2 separate regions of the Mus musculus genome follow, and region 2 is linked to region 1. The links are chromatin contacts, called in public HiChIP or PLAC-seq maps. All regions are on one chromosome and are shown on one strand. The core of a region is the stretch at or near the end of the contact, and the rest is flanking DNA. Distances in the headings are between cores, read along the strand shown.

The links. HiChIP or PLAC-seq counts read pairs in DNA pulled down with a chosen protein or histone mark.
Region 2: a BATF HiChIP or PLAC-seq map of CD8 T cells shows a contact between it and region 1, with 5 read pairs. The contact joins two enhancer-like sites. A contact is called at or near these places in 4 of 115 datasets of contacts at active chromatin or transcription factors (CD8 T cells, double positive thymocytes, effector CD8 T cells and 1 more).

The regions. Positions count from the first base shown.
Region 1 is chr6:71,353,924-71,361,129 of GRCm38.p6, reverse strand. No RefSeq gene overlaps it. Among named protein-coding and RNA genes, the nearest start is that of Cd8a, 16 kb to the left of the region's middle. RefSeq lists a cis regulatory region at 2,453-3,422 and enhancers at 2,453-6,602, 6,597-7,206, 2,453-7,206. Within about 2 kb of position 3,384, at least 16 of the 459 cell types and tissues checked have an H3K27ac peak or open chromatin away from gene starts, as enhancers often do. A contact at or near this core is called in CD8 T cells and effector CD8 T cells, where this site is marked.
Region 2 is chr6:71,634,174-71,641,379 of GRCm38.p6, reverse strand. No RefSeq gene overlaps it. Among named protein-coding and RNA genes, the nearest start is that of Kdm3a, 4.9 kb to the right of the region's middle. Within about 2 kb of position 2,654, at least 10 of the 459 cell types and tissues checked have an H3K27ac peak or open chromatin away from gene starts, as enhancers often do. A contact at or near this core is called in CD8 T cells and effector CD8 T cells, where this site is marked.

The DNA.
Region 1 (7,206 bases), core at 2,135-4,634:
TGGTCCATCCTCCTTTGGTTGGTGTGGAGGGGCTTTCTTGGGAAGTTCTCTCTACTCGATCTTTCCCAGTTTAGCTTTTGCATTTTTAATGCAGGGTCCTTTGGGGGTGCCCCTGCAACTCTAGAGGCAGAGCCACGACCTTGAGTCTCCTCATTGCCCTCTATGCAGCTTCTTAAGAGCAGCATGCAGAGATGTGGTTGTTTGCAGCTGGCTGATTCTGTGCTGATTGGCGGTCTTCTGTGCTCAGGAGCACAGGAGCAAAGACTACAGCCATAAGAGAACAGGTGATGATATAACGAAGTGCACAGCTTCTCTTAGGTGGACAGGAGCCCAGCCAAAGGGCTCCAAACCATGTGAGAGGTGCAATTGGCTACCAGAGACAGAATCAAAAGAAACAATGCCTTGACAGACTGGAATGTGGAGCTAAGAAAGGGTAAGAGCCTAGCTAGCAGGTGGAAGGTAGGGATCTTGGCTAACAAATACAGAGCCCACTGGCTGGAGAGATAAGACAGGATGACAACAGCCAGGTAGAGGAGCTAGAAGGTCCATCAGGTCTCTGGGCTAGCCTTGGCAGGGTTTAAAACTTAGGTTGATACAGAGTTCCCCCTCCCCGATGGCACAGGAATTCATTTTCCTGTTCATAGAAAGCCCCAAAGCAGAGCCCACAACACTTACCCTACTGCTGCCCCAGGGGACAAGTCTGGCACTCTGAAGTTAGAGCAGACACAGCACTAAGGCAGAAACTGGTACTTACTTAGATCGGGTCGGGAGGGGAGCAGGGATAAAAGGGAGGCATCGCCTGAGTGTCCTGATGGGTTAGAGGATTAGTGGGTCAGAATGTAGAGGTGGAAGTGCACTCAGAGAAGATCCAGGCCAACACTTTTACTTTTGAGGCAGTATCTAAAGTAGCAGGGCTGGCCTTGAATTCTATGTTGCTGAGATTGGCCGTGAACTCCTAAGCCTCTTGCTGGATCAAGTGCTGGGATTATAGGTGTGTGCCACCATGCCCTGTTTCAACATTATTCCTTTTAAGGAGACAGGAAAGGGGTGTGTGTGCTGTAGCAGAATGGTAAAGGGGAAGAATATATGAAAGATATAAAAGTCCCGGAAAAATGAGTATTCTACCAACTTACCCACGGTCTTTAGTGAAAGCACCACCAGCCCTACATGGGCTGTGTTGGATCCACATTGGCAATATGGAGTTGGGGTGGGGAGTGAATGGGGAAATGGAATTCCCAACACCCACTACAAGCAAAAGCGATACCCAAATTGTCACAAAATAGACTCTAAAAAGAAGACATGAAACTGATGGGAGTTGATCTGAGAGGAGTTAAGGTGTTGGGGGTGAATATTCCAGTTTCCAATCTGCTTTTAAAAATTTTTATATCTCATGTTTAGCCAATATCTGCACTCTTGTTAATATTGCCTTTCCTATATAATTTGGTTTCTTTGTAGACCAAGGTTATAGCTATATTTGTGCTTTCTGGAATCTGAGGTTTTTGATTAATGTCTGATTTAGTAAATAACTTTAGGCATCAATTTGCATGAGTGACTGGGTATGAAAATTTGTACTTAGGACAAAGCTATATCTTCTATTTTTAAAGCCCTATTTATTTATTTGTATGTGTGAGCACTCGAATGGAGGTCAGAGGATGCCTTGTGAGAGTCAGTTGTCTTTTTCTACCAGGCTTGGCAGCAAATGTCTTTACCTGCTAAGCATCTCACTGGCCCTGGGATTTTTATTTTATTTTGTTTGTTTTTGGTTTTTAGAGACAGGTTTTCTCTGTGTAACCCTGGCTGTCCTGGAACTTACTTTGTAGACCAGGCTGGCCTTGAACTCACAGAGATCTGCCTGCCTCTGCCTCCTGAGTGCTTGGATTAAAGGCATGCGCCACCACTGTTCAGCAATTTTTCCTTAATAAATGTTTGTAGTTTCCAGGCAAGGGTATTGAAATATGTTCCTTATGGGATGAGAACACTCAGTGGGGCTAGAGTCCAAACCCATTCATTTCAGTACCAAGAAATCAGAAAACCCTGTTTCTTTTAACTTTTTCTTAGAAGAAAAAAACCCCACAAACTCAGACTCCAACTGTGATGTGCTCAACAGAGAGAACAAGGACACACACAGAGACTTGGTGACTGCAGTGGTATACTCAGTTTTAACACCATGCTTAATCAAGGTGGATGTCAGTGCGGAATGCACAAAGATGGTCTTTGCTATTTGGGTTCGAGAACGTTTCATCTGGGGCTGGTGGTGCTGTCCCAGCTATAAGTGAGGCTGCGGCGGAAGGATGCTGAGTGCAGGCTGAGTGCAGGCCTACCTGGATTATACAGTGAGTTCAGGACCAGCTTGGACAGCTCGCCCAAGGTTTGCCTCCAATAAAAATGTAACACAAGGACTTAAGAATGAGTGTGGGACTGTAGCTCAGTCTCTCGGAGAGCTTGCCTTGCGGGATCCATACTCAGCATCCTGTAAACCAGCCCTGGGAGATGGAATCAAGGGCTCCATGTATGTTTGACCTACAGAGCTATAGCCCCAGCCACACCAAAAAAATATATATACTAAAAATAAACCAATATAATAACATTTAGTTATGCTCCAGTGCTTTATACTTTTGTGCCTTTTTAAATGGCTTTTTTCACTTTGTTTTTCCAGAGTGGGGTATGCATGACACTCGAAGTCAGGAATCGTCCTCTCTGACTCTTCAACCTTACTCACCAAGGTGGATCTTGCTGAGGACTCTGCCTGCTTTTACAGTCAGGCCAGAAGGTCCACTCAATATTTATGTTTCTGAAGATCCAAATTCTGGTCCTCACTTCTGAGTGGCAAGTGTTTTAACTACTGAGTTATCTCCTTAGCGCTTTCTCTCAATCTCCCCCCCCCCCCAAGTGTCTTGTGTACCATACTCAGCTTCTGACTCTCTGGCTTTATCTGCTTTGAACTACAGACTCAACTATAATGAACTATATTGTTGTCTTATCCCCCTCAAATCCAATAACCCCAGGTTTGTATAAGGCTACACTGGCCTGCTCCCAGGTTCCTTTTCTACGTCCATGAAGCTTGTGAATGGACCACTGAGCTCTGTCACATCCCACTCATAGGTTAAGTCAGGTCAGGCCGCTGGGGCTGAGTCCTAGCTCAGGACTTTATTAATGCGGTGTGATCAGTATGACCTGAGCCTTTCTGATCTTATTCCTCATCTACTGAATGGATCTCAGATGCCGATCTCATTTGGTTGGGAGAAAAGGAAGTGGCTTCCCGGCAATGGTGGAACCCGGAAGCCGGCAGACTTTGCCATTTCCAGCTGTGTGGTGCTGTAGAAGCACGAGGGGGTCTTGAGTCACATTCGCATTGGTTTTTATATTTCCTCTGCCTAGACTGGAACATGCTGTGGCCTGCTGTAACCTCAGAAACATCTAGAAGTAGCAGAGGCAACCAAGGGGCCCCAGAAGCTGAAAGCAAGCAAGAGGCTTTGTTTGAGGCTAGTTGGACCCTGAAGTGGAACATCGACTTTCCTGTAGCAAACGCCCCCAGAACCCTCTGAAAGTCAGTTTCACTTTTAACAAGACCCCAGCACAGCTGTGGGAGACAGAGGTAGCCCCCACATAGACAGGTCTCTCTGAATGGTGAATCCTTGGGTGGCTGGGCTTGTTCAAAAGTCTCTTCTCCCTGTCGGCTGCCCTTCTGATGGGCTTTTCCAGCTCTGTTCCTCATGGGAAGGTTGATGCTGACTTGGGCACGATGTCAGGCTCTGTCCATGGCTCAGATCAGAGTCCTTGCCTCTCCAATGTTGGATTCAGCAACTCTGCACAATCCATTCCTTGGATTGTACCTAGAACTGTCACGCCTTGATTTGTCCCTGAGCATTTTGGGTCTTGGGTTTTGAGTTTCTGCCATGTTTACAGCATCAAAGCCCAAACCCTCTGCTTTTGCTCTGTAAACACTGGACTGTGTGTTCAAAGTAAAGGTGTTCACTTAGGAAATGCATGCCTTTTAAGAAGATTTTGCCAATCTATCAAAGCTGTATTCAGACTCCATCTTACATCCGGGCAGTGGTGACGCATGCCTTTAATCCCAGAACTTGGGAGGCAGAGGCAGGCAGATTTCTGAGTTTGAGGCCAGCCTGGTCTACAGAGTGAGTTCCAGGACAGCCAGGGCTATACAGAGAAATTCTATCTCCAAAAACAAAAAACAAAACAAAACAAACAGAAGACTCCATCTTACTTATGACTATGGATTTTATTACAAGGGGCCTTGGACCATCATGTTCAAAGGAATGAGCCAGACTTGGGAAGATGGTGCCAGATGTTTGTGCCCATATATGGAATCTATATTTTTACAAAGAAGGAAATATATAACATGAAAATGGAAGGGGGTGTATAGGAGACAGAAAGGATAATGGAGGATGTGACGATGATACAAGAACACGATACAAACATAAAAATGCCACGTGGAAATCTGTCACTTTGCACAATGCGCATTTGATCATTTATAAAATGGGAGAAAGATGCAGCAATCTTGTATAGAGCAGCACCAGTGCAGAAAAGGAGCTCCCACTTGTAACACAACATGGGACAGGATGGTACTTACTGTGGGAGGGAGCGGCAGTGTCCCAGAAAGCAATCTCACATCAGATATTAAAAAGCTGTAACTTAGGACCAGTGAGATGCCTTAGCAGGTACTTGCTGTGCAAGCCTGGTAGCCTGGGTTTGATCCCCAAAACCCACATAAAGGTGAACGGAAAGAACCAACGCTATAAGCTTATCTTCTGGACTCCATGGCACACTTGCACATACACACATGCATACCACCTCCCCACACACCAACAAAAATCTATAATACAAAAGTGGGGAAATATCTTTTGAATATCATCCCCAGAACACAGGGAACAAAACCCAAAATTGACAAATGAACTATTTCAAACAAATTAGCTTCGACAGACACAGTGATGAGGCAGTCTGCCAAGAGGGAGAAAATAACTACAGAGAATCCAGGGAGGGATGAATATCCAAAGCAGTAAGAACACAACCGACCAGCAAATAAGCCAAGGGAAAACCAGGCCAGGCGTGGTGGTGCCAAACCTGCATTCCCAGCACGGGGCAGGTGGAAGCAGGAGCTTCAAGGGTTTAACGTCATCCTTGGCTACATGATGAGTTAGAGACCAGTCTAGGATACACGCAACTTTTGGAGAAGGGGGGAAACACCCTGTATCCCATAAATTATGATTATACCAATGAAAAGTAAAAAAAAAAATTATAAAAAGAGGCCGATCTATTAAAATGTTTGCACCCATATGCTCAGTCATTCCAAGGTGGAAATCTGCTGTCATGGGTGTAATCTTAAGGTCAGCTCAGAAGGGAGGCAGGGGAGGGAGGCACAGAGACGTGAACATGGGTGAGACTGAACTGTTCTCCAAAAGGAACAGCCAGCACACCTTTAAACATTACTGTGAAATATTAGAATTATGAAAAACATGTACGGAGCTGGGAAATGGCTACGGTATATTTTATGGATACATACACTCAATATGGCCATGATGATGTGGAATTTTTTAAATATAAGAAATAAAAATATCAAGATGTCCCTTGCTCTTTTGTTCCTATTTCTAAGCTTCTACAATGACATAAAATGTATATTATTATGATTAATAATATACATTTTCTTTCTTTTGAGACAGGATCTCAGGTAACCCTGGCTGGCCTTAAAATGGCCCATAATATTGAATTTCTGACTCTCCTGCCTCCACTGGCCCAGTGCTGAGTTTAAGGCTCTCACCACCATGCCTGATGTTTGTTCTGATTATTTTTAAAGAAACTTCAAAATTTAAAGATAATTCACAAGAAGAAACAATGTATATAAAAGGGGAAAAAAAAGCGTAGGAAGCGGCTTGCCTTTCCAGAGCTCTCCTGGTGCCAGAGCCACGTGGGCTCCACCCACAGAGCCGTGTGGCCTCCACTCACGGAACCTCCACATCTGGTCACTGGAGCGGCAATCCACTGCCTGGCTTTGTTTTTCCCTTTCTTCATAGGTAGTCACTTAATTGGAGAGTTATTTGGTACTTGTGTTTGTATTTGAACACACACATGGACTAAGTGTCCCCTCCACTGTGTTAAGCAAGTAGCACGATAGCATTAAACTCGCCTCCCTCCGTGTGCAGCGTCATCCCCGTCCATCACAGATGAGATTCTCTTCATTGCCTTAAGCAGAAACTCCGGACTTTAAACACTTGGTCCCCTCCTCAAAGCCCGGAAACCACTATTCTGTTTTCTGTTCCCATGAATTTGACCATTCTTCATTTACAGAAGTTGGAGAATTTTTGGTTGTATGTGTGTGTGTATTCTGCACATTTTTGTGTGTGGGTTTGTATGTGTGCGTGCTCAGAAGCCAAAGAATCACCTGGGGTGTGGTTCCTCGGGAATATGGACCACCTTTTCCCCTTCCTCCTTCCCTCCCTTCCCCTCTCTTTCTTTCGTTCTTCTTCCTTCCTTTCTTTTTCTTTTCCTTTTCCTTTTTGTTTTTTTGAGACACGGTCTCTCATAATTTCCAACTCCTTAAACTACAAATTCAAACTCATCAAACACTGGCTAGTGGTTTTGATATCTGCTCTATTTTTTGTTTGTTCGTTCGTTTGTTTGTTTCCATCAATTTGACCTCTGGGTTCCTCCTATAAGTAGAATCATATTATATTTGTAAAGATCAATTTTTAAAGTTTTCTGTAGTTAAGGATACAGCTAAGTAGAGCACTTGCCGTATGAAGCTGTAGGTACAACACAGAGGGAAAAAAAAAAGAAGAGAAAAAGAAGAAAAGAAAAGGAGAAAAGAAAAGAAAAAGAGAGCTCTCTATAAACGGGCTGAGGTTGGTCTAAGCCTGTAGGCCTGCCATCCTAATTTAGGCCAACCTAGGATACTAAGATCCTGTCTCAAAAAAATCCAAACCAAACCTGAGCTCTCAGATAATAAGGATCAAACCTCTATCTGCCTTTATTTTACACATAGTCCTTGTTTAATGTCATGTTTGTTGTGCACTCATGATGTGTGGGACCTACTGTGAGCTTTGAAGGTGACAGGGCAGTGGGACAGAGCTAATTAGAAAAGGCAGAGAGGCAAGAGTGAGCCTGGGGTGGCCCGGACACTTGCAGGGGCCTGGGAACTGAATAGGTGATGGGCTTGTCTGCCTTTCCGTGCTAGCTCCCTCTGCCCCAACC
Region 2 (7,206 bases), core at 1,405-3,904, 280 kb before region 1:
GAGGTATGTACAGACCTCAAGAGAACAGGTTTTTTTTTTTCAGTTCTCCAGATGTATATATTCAAATATCTCACACCTACATCAAGAAATAGAACACAGGGCCTGGAAAAACAGCTTGACAAGTGCATACAAGCATGAGGACAGATTCCAGAACTCAGGTAACCACTGAGGTCCATATACTTCATGGACAATTTCACACATGCACACACATATGCACATAACATATACATACAACAGAGACACACATGTGCATATACACAGATATATACACATGCATGCACAGGCACATGTGCACACACACATGCACACTTACACACATAATACATACACACATACACACATGCATGCACAGGAGTGCACGTGTACACACACACACACATACACACACACACACACACAAATCCCTTCTATTACACTTTGAAAATTTGGAAACGGAAAACCACTGCTAACTTGGAGTTCAGCATGATGAACCAGAAAAGACAGTTGTCTACCAGGAAAAGCTCATCAAGGAGTTGCCTCTTTTTTTAATTCCTTCAGGCTACACAAGGTTTTGAGAAGCTTCTTCACCTGCCACTTGAAGGCTATACTTTGGAAGAAGCTAGTGAACAGGTCAAGTGCCACATCGGATTTCATCTGATTTTATTACAGAAAGAGTTTAACTCAGCTTATTATAAATGCATCTAAATTGGTCACTTGTGTAGTTTTCGGGGCAAGAACAACACTTTTATACTAATAGTACACTTTAATACTAATTAGCTTTCTTTAAATTTTTGAATGTATTTGTTTAGTTACTTAGTTTATTGTGCATGTGTATGCACCAGAATGCATGAGCATGTGTAGGTTAAAAAATAGCTTGTAGAAATCACTTCTCTCCTTCTACCTTGTGGGTGCCAGAGACTGAGATCAGGTAAGCCTTTTCTCAGTGGATCTTCAGATGAGTTCATCCAGATTCTTTGGGCATTTTCAAAATCTTCATCTTACTTTCATGTTTTGAAGGACATGCTTGCTGAATGTAACAGTCTACGTTGACAACTATTTCCTTCGCCTGTTGCCTTATCTTTTGGCCTCTATTATCTCCGCCAAACCTGACTTCAGTCATCATTCCCTGTGTGCAATGTGTCCTTTGCAAGTCAGACAGATCTTTCAAGCTATTGTCTTTCCCGGTGATTTTCAGTATTAGGCTCTGGTATTCCTACATGTAGTCTTTGGATACAGCCAACTGAGCCCCTTGCGTCTGTGAGTTAGTGTCTAATTTCAGGAAGCATCTCAGCCACTGTCTCAGATGTTTTCTGCTTCATTGTACTTCTCCTCCTCTGTGAGACTACATTCATGTATATATGAAACTCTTGGCTATCGTTCTACATACCTCAAGTGCTCACTTGCTCTCGTTTGTCTCTGCATATCCCTGCTCCTCTCCCCCATTGTACTGAGGATTGAATCTATATCCTCATGTGTGTTAGGCAAATGCTTTACCATTGAGCTACATCCCCAGCCCTCTTTTTCTTCCCTCCCCTTCTCCCTCTTCTCTTTTTTCCTCCTCCTCCTCTTCCCTCTTCTCTTTCTTTCCAGCTTAAGAAACCTTTAATGCTTTGCATTAAAGTTCATTTCTTTGTTCCTTTGTTTTCTTCTTTCTCTCGTTCTTTCTTTTTTTCTTTTCTTTTTTTTCTTGTTTTTTCAAGACAGGGTTTCTCTGTGTAGTCCTGGCTGTCCTGGAACTCACTCTGTAGACCAGGCTGGCCTGGAACTCAGAAATCTGCCTGCTTCTGCCTCCCAAGTGCTGGGATTATGGGATTAAAGGTGTGCGCCACCATTCCTGGATTCATTAATTTCTATAACTTACCTGCCTTTAAATGAATTAATCTGTATTTGTTGCTTTTCTATTGTTTTGATAAAACACCATGACAAAGACAACTTAAAGAAAAAAGTTCAGAGCTTATATTTCCAGAAGGCTAGAGTTTGTGATGGCAGAGTGGAGGTAAGAGGTAGCACCTGGCTGGAGCAGCAGAGAACTCTCATTTTAATACACAAACAAGAGACAGGGGAGCTAACTCTAAATGACGCAAGCCTTTTGAAACCTCGAGGCCCACCACCCGTGACATACTTTTTCTAGCAAGACCACATTTTCTAACTCTCCCTAAACAGCCACCAACTGGAGACTGAGTATTCAAATTCCAGCAATTTGGGGACATCTCATTCAAACCACTATATCATGTCTTATATTTTCTCATTACTAGCTTTCTCCTTGATTCTTTGTTATACTCTTCATGTCTCTAAGGGGAATTCTAAGGTAGAAAAGGTCGAGGTTTTTTTAAACCATGCAGGATAGTTTATGTTGATGGTAAAGTGAAACTTTGGTATAAGGAACTAAGCAGATGTGTATTTGGAAAAGTCTTTGTCCAGCTGTATCATGAGTTATAAGTTGGAGGAGGTGGTAACGACAGCATAGAGATGGTGGCTTAACCAGGTGGATGGCAGCAGAGGTGGAAGGTTGTGGAAGTTTTTGAAAAGTAATGAGAGACAATCAAAGGGGTGTGTGGCTATGATCAGGATACATTGTGTAGCACAAAACCAATCCAGTCAGTGTTTTAGCCTGACTATGTTATACCACATCCGTACCCCTAGCCAGAGAGCTAGTGACAGTTGACAACTTCTGTGGAAGAGAGAGTCAGTTCCCTTTAACAGTATAGGTAGGTCAACCACACTCCAGTAGATCACCATACGTCTATGACTATTTGGGCATCACAAATTGGACTGGGTGTGGTAGTGTACTTGCTTTTAATCCTAAGATGTGGGAGGCAAAACCCAGCAGACCTCTAAGTTCAAAGCCTGCCTCATCAACATAGTGAGTTCCAAGCCAGTCAATTCTACATAGTGAGACTTGTCTCAAAAGCAAAATAACAACCACAACCACAACAAAACCCACCCCACACCTTGGCCCCACCAACACATTGATATCATTGTTTTCTCTTTCTAGTTACTAGAATTGTGAGTCAAATAAATGTCTTTGCTTAAGAAGTTACTCAGCCTCAGACCAGAGGTCCTCCTGTCTCTGATTCCCCAGCAGTAGGCTTAAAGAACCGTGTGCTGGGTTTTTTAATGCATGTGCAGGGGTTTGGGTCTACAGGTGGCTATGAGCCACACACTCTAAACTGAACTCTGGTTCTTTGCAGGAGAAGCAAGTGTTCTTTACCACCAGTCATCTCTCCAGCCCTTTCAAATATATTTTATTTTAAACTATTGCCTTATTGTTAATGCATATAAATGTTTTGTTTGTATATGTGTGTGTATCATGTGCAAACCTGGTGCCAGGGACATCAGACAAGAATATTGGAGCCTCTAGAACTATAACTAGAGACCAACATGAGTTGCTAAATCAGTGCTGGGAATTGAACCTGGGTTTTCTGGAAGAGCAGCTTGTGATCTTAACCACTGAGCCATCACTACAGTCTTTGAATACATCTTAGAACCTCTCACTAGAAGTTCCAGATTAATGCTTAAAAAGAGGGTTTATTTTGCTTTGTTTTTAACTGTGATTTTACCTTTAGGAAGAAGAAGTTAGTTCCTTGTTTATTTCTAGTTAATAAGTCACATCAAGGAGATAATTGTCTAGAGAGATGGTAAACACAATACTTTTTGGAATATGGTAAGAAACACACTGCTGGAAACAAACCTACAATGTGTTTGTGATGGGTAAGCCCTAGGTCACTCTTCAGAATTAGATTCAAGGTCAATTACAACAGGAATTGCAAAAGCATATGAGTCCAGGATTCCTTTAAGTCACAATGAACAGTTTTTATAGACTCAGGTGTTCTTATCCTAATGATCTTTGATTCATTGAAGTTGACTTAGTAAGTGTGCTCAGTTGTTCTATGGTTCATTCAAAGGCTATGCTGTACCCTGAAGTTCTTTGCCCCTCTTCTTTCTCTGCCTAGAGATTGACCTCTTACTGGGAAGGAGATAGGAGGGTGGCAGAGATAGAGACTGGGGAACTTTTTCTCAGGTTGATTCTCCCTGCTGAGCCCAGGATTAACTAACAGTATGTCTCCTCTAGAGGTCACATTGTCAGATGCATTTTACACTCCTGAGATCATAGTTGCTTCTTCAAGGCTCCAGTAGCAACTCTCGTCTTCTTGTCCTAGGCTGTGGTTTGTAATGAGTCCTGGGACGGCAAGCCTTGGATATATCTCATCCATTGTTCTGTGGCTCTTCATACCAGCCCTCACTCTGTAAATGTGCCCTTTTTTCTACTCCTCAAGTGTCTTACTTCAGCATACTGCCTTGCCAGAATCTGGACTGATAGTGAAGGAGGGGGGCAAGAGGATAGCTCAGTAGGTAAAATGTTTACCTTGAAAGGAATAAGACCTGAGCTTGATGCCAAGAACCAACATAAATATGCCAAGAGCAATTTGGCAAGGTGGCCCAGCAAGTAAAGACACTTGCTGCCAGGCCGGAATAGACAAATTAGATCCCCGAAGCCACATGGTGGAAGGCAAGAACTAACACCCACACGTTATCCTCTGAACTCCACACGAACAAACAAACAACTATAAAATGAAATTTAAAAAATTAAAAATGCCAGGTATGGTGTCACCACTTGTAATGTCCCTATTCCACTTCTGTGCATGAACGTGGGAGGTCAGAGGACAGCTTCCAGGAGCCAGTTCTCTCCTTTCTTGTGTGGGTTCTGGGGTTAGAATTCAGGTCCTCAGTCTTGGTGATTAGCACCTTTACTAATCTTGACAGACCTAATTACATATGTACTTTAACAGATAGCTTATTAAATGTACTTTGTCTTATAGCTAGTAATTTCACTGGTTTTATACTTAAAAAAATTAAAAACCCAATACCTATAACCAATAAAAAAAGTATTTGTGAATATTCATAGCAACACTATTTGTGGCATCAAGAAGGCAGAAACAACTGAAGTGCCTATCATCTAATGAATGAATGAACAAAATGTGGCCTATCCACACAGTGGATTATAATTAAGACCATAAATATTATAAATCTACAACATGAACAGACCTTTAAAATATTTGGCTAAGTGAGAGTATACAGATACATATATTACATGATTTTATTCATATGAAATTTCCAAATATGACATTCTATAGGCACAAAAGCCAAGCTAATGGTTGCTAGGATTTGACAGCTAAAAATAATGACTGTTTAATGTGTACAAAGGTTCCTTTTGGGGGTGATGCAAGTACTCTGGATAGAGACAGTGGTGTTGATCACAGTTGCTAATTTAAAGTGAAAAGTTAACATGTAAAAACAAAAATCACACTGTAAATAATACTGATTGCCACTGACTAGTTCCCTGACTTCTGATGTGGGCCTTCATATACCAGTAGCTGGTGTTACAAGTTTTAATATATTTAGTGGGCCATATAAAATATTTTTATATTGCTGAGCATGGTGGTGCATGCCTTTAATCCCAGCACTCGGGAGGCAGAGGCAGGAAGATTTCTGAGTTCGAGGTCAGCCTGGTCTACAAAGTGAGTTCCAGGACAGCCAGGGCTATACAGAGAAATCCTGTCTCAAAAAAACCAAAAAAAAAAATTTTTTTTTATATGTGTGTTAAGTAATGATAATGTCAAATGCAGTACTCTTTTCCAAAGTGCTTTGGCAATCTTTTGGTACATCTAGAATTTTTTCTTTTTCAAGTACTCTGAAACTTCAATATATGTCACATTCCATTTATTCCTTTTATCTATCTTTTCTTTTCCTTTTTTTGATGTTAATTTTTCAGAGTCGCAGATAACCCTCACCTGCTTTAAACTCCTATATACCTGAGGCTAGTCCTGAATTCTTGATTCTCCTGCCTCCACTTTCCAAGTGCAGAGATCAGTGGGTAAAGGAGCCATCGTGCCTTGTTCTTTTTATTCATTTATTTATTTTCCAATTGAAGTACATTTAAATTATTTCCATTTTTCTTCCCACATCCACTGGATGTGACTACTAAAATAAGTGATCTTATCCTTTCTTCCAGTCCATATTTGTTAGCAGTTTTCTCAAGATACACACAGGCACATACTCATATACATACTCACACACTGGTTTCTAGGAAGCTTATAAAAGTTTTAAGCTCATGAACATTCAATGTCCTTTTAATGTTTCTGGCATCTCTGGCTATCAGGAATGCAATGAAAAACAAGAGAGGGTAATATGGGAAAGAATATTATTAAAATGGATTACATATGAAAATGTTCAAATAAAATCCATTATTTTATATAATGATTATAGTTAACAGCAAAAACCATGATTGTTTTCTAGTAACTCTACTAAATAAAAGAACTTTCCATCTATGTAAGTATTTTTTGTTGTTTTTTTGTTGTTGTTGTTCAGATTTAGTAATAGGACTTTGTAAGTTCATAAAGTACACTGGATATCTCTCCAACTTTTCTTGGTTCTGGAATCATGAATAAAACAGAAAAGTCATGTGTGTGTTTTAGTAGAATTTATGCCTAAAACAAAAATGTCTTTTGTTTTAGTAGAATTTATGCCTGTTATTTTCCAAATTATGTGTTATGTGATCTAAGTCCTCCACATTCTCTCATTTTAAAAATTTAAACTGCTTATTTCTGAGATAAATGGATTTATAGCATTTACTGTGATTATAAGCTGTCAAAACTTTCTTGTTTAGTACTATTAACTTAGTTCATATCTTCAGTTTGAATAGTTCAATAATGTATTTTATAGACCCAATCCTTTATTAATATATTTCTTCTTTTTATGCTTTTACTCTTAGTCATATACCATATAACAACATTATGGCAAGTGACATGTGATATATACAGTGGTGATCCCATAAGTTTTTCTCAGTGACTTGGTAATTTCTGTAAGGACACTATGTTATCAATGTAATGAAATCATCTAACAACCTTTTATCAGAATATATCCCTCGTATTAAATAATGTATAACTGTACAAGATGCCAATGTAGCTTTCCTTTGATTAGTCTTATAAAAATTTTACCCTAATAGTTTCAAGTTTCTTATGCTGTACTTTTCTTATGCCAAAAAAATTTTTTTAAATACTAAGTACCTCTCCATGTTTATTTATAAAATTAACCCATTTATATTTATTGTAAATATAAATGGACTTATTCCTGTCATTTTATTTTTAACCATAATTTCTTCTTCTTCCTTTTGTTTTTCTTGTTTCCATTTCTGCCTTTTGATGAAGTGGATAGGTTCCTTCATTC